Regions from separate parts of the Mus musculus genome. Here regions 1 and 2 are each linked to region 3. Evidence: chromatin contacts called from public Hi-C and HiChIP or PLAC-seq data. All regions are on one chromosome and are shown on one strand. Each heading gives the region's core, a stretch centred on a gene start, on an enhancer-like site or on the middle of the called end of the contact. The rest is flanking DNA. Distances are from core to core; before and after follow the strand shown.

Region 1 (2,700 bases), core at 123-2,622, 1.3 Mb before region 3:
TAGGGTATTTCCTCCTTATATTTAGCCTTTTATATGGTAGGGACAGTAACTACTTTAGTTCTGTCTTAAAACTGTTTCTTCTCTAGCCTTTGATTAACTATTACTCTTAAGGATGCTGATAAATTTAGACACTGATAAAACCTGGGGAATGCTGTCATAACAATGACGCCGGCTTCTCTAGACCTGTGATTCTTCATGTTGAGGATGGTTGCTGTAATGACTAGTAAATGACTGCCAGGCATTAGCTATTATGCTTTAATGAAGAAACTTCCCATCTATGATGTTTTAAATTCCAGTACTTTACATGTACTCGCAATACTAATGAAATTTGAATCAGACACGTATTTAATCGGTTTGGACGTATTTAGATGTCTTTTAGTTGTATGTGTTTCACTCCTGTGTATCTTTGTCTGTGGTGAGTGTGCATTAGGAAGTGAGGCAAACTCTGATGGCTTCTTTGGGTAGTCAGTGAGTCAGATGAGAAATGTGGGATTAGGTGTCAGAGGATATGGGGGTCTTGTTCCAAAAATGGTTGGTAGTCAGTGAGCTTCCTCATCTTTTCTCAGGTTTTTAATTCTCACAAATGAATCATGTTGACTATGGCAGAAGTGAGAGGCCCGGTGATGGCTCTTCCCACGCAGTGTGTAACTTTGCCTGAGGTGAAGCACTTGATTAGAACTGTCAAGTGTGAAGCTCTATTGGAATCTTCTTCTTCCCTCGCCTGCCCTGGCCCACGCAGACCCCAGTCAGGTCATTCCTTAGCAGCGCTGTGGCCTCCATCCTCTCTTTCCCACTCCTAGACCACACTGCCCTTGTTTATGCTTTGCTTCTTACTAGGACGAGCCCGAGTAAGGGCCAGTCTTCTTCTTTTGTGTTCCCAGCACAGACCATACTTTTCCTTACAATAAGCACTTGATTAGGATTTTAATGGCTTATATTAATATTCATGCCATTTAATGGGGAGCAAACAGAGCTTGTTATATAAGTGTTTTCTTCTTCTTTTTGTGCTCTTCTTGTTTGTTGTTAGGTACAGGACAAGGAATGACTTGGTATAATGCCTGAGCAAATGCAGTTTAGCGTGTTTGTAGTTTGTAGTTAGCTCTTAAGTTTTTGAGACCCTTTCTTTGAACAAACAAGTAAAATGGCTTTGTAGTCCTTTTCAGATGTTGTGATTCATGGGCTGTGTAAGGCTAGACTTCATGCTCACAGTGACTCAGTAAAAAGGCACATAGTTCTTCGTTACTTTTCTCTGTTGCTTCTTTTCATCTTCTGTACTTACTCCTTGTGGCGTCTGGCCAGTGTTGGGCATTTCTTTCAGACTTGTCATTCCTTCTGTACCGGCCAAGCAAATGCTTTTGCTCTGGTCAGGAACATTTCTAGTGAGTTAGGTTTTATTATTGGTACAGTCATGGACCACCTGATCAATCCCTGTGTGTCACAGTAATGAGTGTTTACCGCCAGCCACCAGATTGTTTGGCTTGGGACTCTGATGTTTTAATCCTCCTGATGGTTTTCAGTGTGGACATTTTTTTTTTTCTTTCTGAATGTAAAACTAACCACCAAATACATTCTTCAGCCACAGCTGTTTTTATGTGGCTCAAGTTCTAGAAAGAGTGATATATTGAACTTAAATACGTATGTAGGTGAGAGGGGGGAAATGCACAAACATAGTGTTAGATTGTGCAGGAATGGCCAACTTACCCTGTGGCCTTAGTGACACCATCTTATCTTCCCAAACCACAAGTTATTCATAAATAAGATGAACACATGACGTCCAGTGTGCTCAGACTCTTTATAGATTCATTTATTCACTAGATATATGTGCATCACAGGCCTGTTATGCTGTGTATTCAACCAAGGAGACAGATCTGCCCTCACCCTTGCAAGAAGACTTCTATTTCCCTTCTCTCTGTCCACCTGCCCTTCTCTCTTGCTTGCTTATCTGGTCAGTGGGTAGATAATGAGGAAATGAAGCAATGTGGAATGATTAATTACAAATTTACAGACTCTGTCTGCTCTTATGTACAAAATGGATTGATGACTTTTCGTGTGCATAAATGGTCTATAAAGACAGTGGCTTATATTTGCTTTAATGTTTTTAAAATGAAGTGGATTATCTGGTAGTGGTAAACTAATTAGGTGCTTTTTAAAGTGAGAAGATGAAAGGCTTAGCTGTTTAAGTTTAGGTCTAGTATATATAAAACAGGAAAAAGATTTATTCTTGACATTGAAAAGCAACTTTAAAAAAAAGCATGGGAACTGGGTAGTTATTCATACAGTTGTGGATAATGAAGATCAGAAGTAATTTTATTTTGGGGGGAAAATCATCTTTGGTATAAGTCAGGCCTCCTATTTTGAACATTTTACCCTTATTCTGGAGAATTGAAATTTATTATGTTGCAAATGGGAAAATTAATTTGAATGGAGTTAATACAAATGAAAGGAATAAAATACCAGTTAATTGAGAAATAGGCTAAGGTCTTCAAACTGAGAACACGTTTCTTTCGTGTATTCAAGGTCTAGAAGGAAGTCTGAGTCTGTGCAGGTTAGCTCACTAGCACTTAACTGTGTTGGCAGAAGCCAGGTTGGCGTCCAACAATTTATTTCTCTGACTTCTCCGAAGATACTGATGAAAGCAACTAAATTTATTGGTTATTAGGTGGCAAGAGTAAGTTCAATTTTCTCTATACTTGTGACAAT
Region 2 (2,700 bases), core at 62-2,561, 1.1 Mb before region 3:
AGACTGGCTTATCCTTATAATAAGAGAGTACATTTGTGTAGTTCTAGACATCTTGTTTGTAAACACAAATAGCCACAAAACTGTAACATGTGTCTCAAAATATATTCTAGAGTGTTTATATTTAAAATATTTTAAGATATGTATTTTAGAACAAGATCTCTTATTATCTTGAAAATGCTTGCTTTTCCAAATGTGTGCTTTCTTGATTATCTCCTTTGAAGATAAATTCAGTATTATAGTTTTGATTACCGAAGTTGTTTCCAGAGTTAAGTAAAAATAACACTTAGCAAGGATCTTCAGACCATACCAAAAAATTACTCTTGGCTGTGAGGCTAGTGCAGAATTAAAAACAGTTTCAAAAGGCCCTTGGGGACAGTCGTGGTGAATGGGATTCTTGCCTTTAGAAAACTGGCCTGAGAAGCCTGGCTCTCTTCCTGTCCCTTGTGCCTTGTAAGCATACTTAGATGTCTCCACCTGTGAGCAACAGGCTCTCATCAGACACTGAGTCATCCAATGCCTTGCTCTTGAGAGCAGCAGACCATGCTTATTTATAAGGTACGCAGCCTGTGGTTTTTTGTTATAGTCACCGGAATAGACTAGAACAAGTTGAGTCTTTCTGCTCTAGGAATTTATGGATGTTCCCTCAGAACCATCACCTGAAGCTTAATGGTAAGGCCCTGGAACGCAGACAGTATAGCAGAGTGCTAGAGAGGTTGAAGAACAGATCATTTGATGTGGCTACTCGAAGCCCATGGCTTACGTTTACAGAACAATTACAAAACTTGTCCTCAAACTGTAGAATACATAAAAAAACCCAAAAAACCTTGGATGCCTGTTACATATTTAAGAAATTGATTTTTTGTTTGTTCTTTAAATCACAGGTCCCTAGCTTTAAAGAAAAATAAGAAAACTAAGTAATCTGTCTGTCTTTCTGTCTGTCTATCTGAGAGTTACTCTATTATAACGCCAAGCACTGTTCTGTTTGGTAACATTCATAATGGCCATCTCATAGGCACCCTATCAGATATGTACTGTAATTTACATGCTTTGCAAATGAGAAGCTGAATCAAAAACAGGTTCAATAACCTCAAATACACACAGCCAAGCAGTGGTAGACCAGAGCCCAGGATCTTAATTATCCTTTCTCCCAGTGACTGCAGAGTTAGTAGATCATGGCACAAGGGTTCTTTTGACCCCCGACATCCACCAGGGCCAGCATCCTAGTTGCTTCTGTGGATGTCTTTAAGGCATTCCTTTGTATAGTGTTGTGATTTTTCAACACTGTCTTCACTTCATTTATTTTTCTATATTCTTTGAATCTGAAGCTATGTTCATGGCCAGGCCTTTGTTGGTGTCTGGGAGGCCATGGTGAGGAATCCATGTGGTAGGAGGATTGTAGGGGTGGAGGTTGCTAAAGGGAGGCAGGGAAAGCAAAGAAGCCCAGTTTCTGTAAGTGATGAGGAATAGTATTGGCAGGTCCAGATTCTGTGTTGAAGGGGTCTGGGGTTGGCGGACTTGGATGAAAGGTCATGCTTTAGTGTTATGTATAATTGTATCTAGACTGGATTGAAGGGTGCTGGGCTTGGAGTAGAGGTTAATTACTGAGGCTAGAGGGAGTTTCCAGGTACATAACTAAAGCCCCTATAAACTAGCTTTGGGTGTCCCCAAGTAGTTAAAGATTTGGAATGACATACTAGGAAACAAAATTATATAGAGGAAAGGTATTTTCATTTTAATTTTGTTCTAGAGTGAGCTGCTTTGTTTCTTGATGAAACAGAACAAGGAAGTAGAAAGCAAGATTTGAATTATTGGAGAGCAACCTCTTAGTTGATGGGAGAATGATTTCAGAGGTGATGGAACACTCTGATAAGCTTAGCCAAGCTAGGGTCCAGGAACATGACCTATCTTGGTATGACAGGGAAAAGAGCTGAAGTGGCGGCAGAGATGGGGGTGGGGTGGGTGGTGGTTCGTGTAAAATATACCCTGAGAAATTGGGATGACAGTCTAAGACTTTGAAAATCAATGCTCCCTAGCTCTCTCAGTAAGTGGGAGATTCATGGAGAACCTTTCTGACCTCTTAATACTCTCTCTCTCTCTCTCTCTCTCTCTCTCTCTCTCTCTCTCTCTCTCTCTCTCTCGTGTGTGTGTGTGAGAGAGAGAGAGAGAGAGCGACACACACATTTGATTTAATAAAATTAAGTTCAAAAATTTCAGGAAAACTTTGAACCTGACCTAGTGTTTGACTTCCACATCTCAGTTTCACTGTTCCTAGGCAGTGGGGAGGGGTTAGGATCACCGAGTCCAGGAGAGGGCAGCAGCGCCGCATCAGCCTTTGAGTGTTGGCCACTCTTTCTCTGTGTACTTGGCTATTCAAAATTAAGCAAGTGATTTGGTATTTTGGTCGCCATTGCCTTAAGTGATGAAAAAGGGGAGGGGTCTCTAGAGATATTTAATAATCTTACAATTTATTAAACTCTTAGTCTCCCCGGAATGGCAGGGCTAGAGAACACAAAGGCAGCAACATGCCTTGTGAGAAAGGGTTCTGTTGCAAACGTTTAGGCCTAATTTTGTTCCAACTTTGCTTGTAATAAGACATTCAGAAAAGGCTCACCAGCTAAATAGCTTATAAAATACAAACTGTGGGAATAGAGGCCTAATTGGGCTTGTTGAAAGAATTTTTAACATATAAACATTAATTTT
Region 3 (2,700 bases), core at 46-2,545:
ATAGGAGCAGGATGGTGTGTGCACACAGTGGGTATATACATTTAGGAGGAGCATGGTGTGTGCACACAGTGGGCAAGCACATATAGGAAAAGCATGACTGCACAGGGTGCAATATTGTGCATGGTTCACTATCACCTGGAATATTTGTGCTTATCTCATGCTGATAAGGGGTTCTGTAGCAACCAAAATTCATTGAATTTGCCTGGATGTGCAGTGCCACTGTGAACTGCAGTGGCTGAAGCTACAGAGGAGTAGCTGGTGCAGTAAATCAGACTCTGGGGTGGGCATATCCTAGGGCACCACGAGGAGCTGTCTGAAAGGCAGAGGGTGGCCTCCGGGTGCCAGTCAGGTGTGGTGAGACACATTCCATTGGTGCATTGGAAAGGACAGGCTGATCACAGCAGGGCCTGTCACAGTCTGCTGAAGCAGGACCTGTAACCCAAGTAGCAGGAGGAACTTTTATTCAGCCTGTGGAGTGATGCTGTGAAGGAATTGAAACCCTTCAAGAGCAGAGCTAAAAACAGTGGGGGGAGAGGAAGTGTAATTTGCTGTCTTCCAGTTTCCTTCAGATCCCGCCTGCTGCTGACCTGTTAACCATCTCAGAGCCTGGGCCCCACATAGACTGGGCATCCCCACAAATCAAGGCAAGCTTTGATTTCATTAAAATTGTATGCCCTTTTCCCTTCTGCTAATCCAACTCTTGGGCCTTAAAAACAAGCTGCTTTTTTTTCTTTAAGTTTTGAATAATTCTAGTGTTTACACAACCAAAATTTAGTATAAAATTTTAAATTCCTGAAACACAAAATGTAGCTCAGGATCCTTTCCTAGTGGCCTGAGAGTACAAATCAAACACACACTCAAAGGTAAGGCAAAGAAGCTTCCAGAAAGCGGAAATACTTCTGTCAAGTAGGCACCTAGTATCAAAGTGGGTCAAAATAGCTCAATGTGTGGACGGGCATAGCTGAATCTTTGCTTACACACTTTCCCCTAGCCCTTTCTACATAACACTTTCAAGAAACTCCTCTGAGAGATCATGCCATCTTCCAGCAAAAGGTGGTGAGTGGACTTCAGTAGGCACTGATGGGAAAGAATCCAGTGCTAAGGGTGTGGGTAGACCTCATGCAGACCCAGGTCCGCCCAGTCACTCGATAACCCTGAACTTGGCTGCCTCACTCTTTGCTGAGGTCCCTCAGGTGGCCTCATTGTTTTTATTACCATGGTAGAAAGAGTATGTGAAGCCTTGCCTGGCTGGCAGTCTCGTTGCCATGGAAACCTCCATTCCACACACCTGATTCACACATCACGCTCCGCTAAATCCAGACAGAGGTCACAGACTGGCATTTGCCCTTTGTCTCCCCTTCTTGTGTTTTCCAGGCACTGAATGGATAGAAAGAGATGGGCAGTCAGCAGCCTTGCAAGAAAGCTTTGCTGTGAAGAAGTTTGTGAATTCCAGAAAAAAAAAAAAAAAAAAGACTGGTAGCTGTGAAGGGCAAAACGGGGGGGGGGGGGGGGGGAGGGGCGGGGGGGTTTGCTGGGGAAGACTGTGTACATCGAAGCTTCTCCTTGCAGGCAGCCTCTGTCCTGGGTTGCATCTGAAAGTGATTTTCTGGGTTCCCGGGTGAGCGTGGAAATGAGTCTAGCAGATTCCGGAGCTTTGGCTCCTTGGGGGGTTTTCTGTCCCATTTCACTGAGTTGCCTGATAACCTCAGCGCCAGGGTGTGTGCGTCAGGATTGCAATGTGGGCTGAGGCGCACATTAGCCACAGCTGTCTATTAAGAACCAAACGATCTGATGATCCGTCTCAGAGCCTGGTTTTTCTTTGTGTCATCTATAATATTTTAGAAGGCAGACGCCATCTGTAGGATGTTCTTTTTCAGGAAAGTTACTGTGTTTGAAGAAGGCTTCCAGTTTTCCTGGGATGGTGATTATTAGTTTTTGCTTGTGTTACTCATTTGATAGATTTAGAGAAAAAGAGATGATAAAAAAATCAGATCATGAGCCTTTCTCTGTGAGAATTTCTTCTTTGTGCTTTGATTCGTAATCTTTTGATTCTTATTTGTTTAGGTAGCACAGGGCATTGAACATACTAGGCAAATGTTCAATTACTCAACCATATCCCCAGTCCTTGATTTTTTTGTTCCTAAGGTTAGATTTTAAAGACAACTTTAAAGAGAATCAAAAAGGGCATTCACAGGACATGACATCAGTCGCCACACACTGGGGTTCAGGTATCATGTGTGATTTATGGGGTATCTCAGCAGAGTCATAGCAGGGGTCTCTGCGTGTGTTCATCTCTGCTGACTTACTTCCCTTTCCTCTCATTGATTAATGCCCCTCCATTTTGGTCAGCCTCTGTTGACAAAGTACCCTCTAGCTTCAGCAGTACGCCGGACCTGGGTTTCAAATATCACTTCCCTATATCCTTGAGCACACTACTTTTATTTTATTAAATTTGGTTTATTAGTGTGTGTAGGAAAATATTGCTGTGACAGTAATCATAAACTTTAGTGTCAGTGTAGTGCTGCTCTGTATCCAGGATGAATCCTGTTATGCTAGATTATTCCAGAAACAGCATTTGCCTGAAGGAATACTCTCACCATCCAAATAATTGCCATTTTCCTGATTTTGCTTATGTGGGGATATGTGCAGCTTAGTAGGTGGATGGTGGGCTGAGAGAAGAAATATTCAAAAGTAGAGTGC

What was found. A called contact is a pair of places that touch in the nucleus more often than the background predicts. HiChIP or PLAC-seq counts read pairs in DNA pulled down with a chosen protein or histone mark.
Region 1: a FOXA1 HiChIP or PLAC-seq map of pancreatic cancer cells shows a contact between it and region 3. The contact joins two enhancer-like sites. A contact is called at or near these places in 9 of 484 Hi-C or Micro-C datasets (adipose-derived mesenchymal stem cells, brown adipocytes, cerebellum and 4 more) and 3 of 115 datasets of contacts at active chromatin or transcription factors (astrocytes, embryonic forebrain and pancreatic cancer cells).
Region 2: a contact with region 3 is called in a Hi-C map of cranial neural crest, with 2.6 times the contacts expected there. The contact joins two enhancer-like sites. A contact is called at or near these places in 1 of 15 datasets of contacts at CTCF or cohesin (large pre-B cells), 8 of 484 Hi-C or Micro-C datasets (adipose-derived mesenchymal stem cells, cerebellum, cerebral cortex and 5 more) and 2 of 115 datasets of contacts at active chromatin or transcription factors (embryonic stem cells and stem cell-derived neural progenitor cells).

The regions. Positions count from the first base shown.
Region 1 is chr13:29,829,928-29,832,627 of GRCm38.p6, reverse strand. The region is part of intron 4 of Cdkal1 (CDK5 regulatory subunit associated protein 1-like 1); the gene reads left to right. Among named protein-coding and RNA genes, the nearest start is that of Cdkal1, 24 kb to the left of the region's middle. Within about 2 kb of position 1,372, at least 46 of the 459 cell types and tissues checked have an H3K27ac peak or open chromatin away from gene starts, as enhancers often do. A contact at or near this core is called in astrocytes, embryonic fibroblasts and pancreatic cancer cells, where this site is marked.
Region 2 is chr13:29,604,057-29,606,756 of GRCm38.p6, reverse strand. All of the region lies in intron 9 of Cdkal1 (CDK5 regulatory subunit associated protein 1-like 1), which reads left to right. Among named protein-coding and RNA genes, the nearest start is that of Cdkal1, 250 kb to the left of the region's middle. Within about 2 kb of position 1,311, at least 12 of the 459 cell types and tissues checked have an H3K27ac peak or open chromatin away from gene starts, as enhancers often do.
Region 3 is chr13:28,543,201-28,545,900 of GRCm38.p6, reverse strand. All of the region lies in intron 7 of 2610307P16Rik (RIKEN cDNA 2610307P16 gene), which reads left to right. Among named protein-coding and RNA genes, the nearest start is that of Gm40841, 120 kb to the right of the region's middle. Within about 2 kb of position 1,295, at least 77 of the 459 cell types and tissues checked have an H3K27ac peak or open chromatin away from gene starts, as enhancers often do. A contact at or near this core is called in astrocytes, embryonic fibroblasts and pancreatic cancer cells, where this site is marked.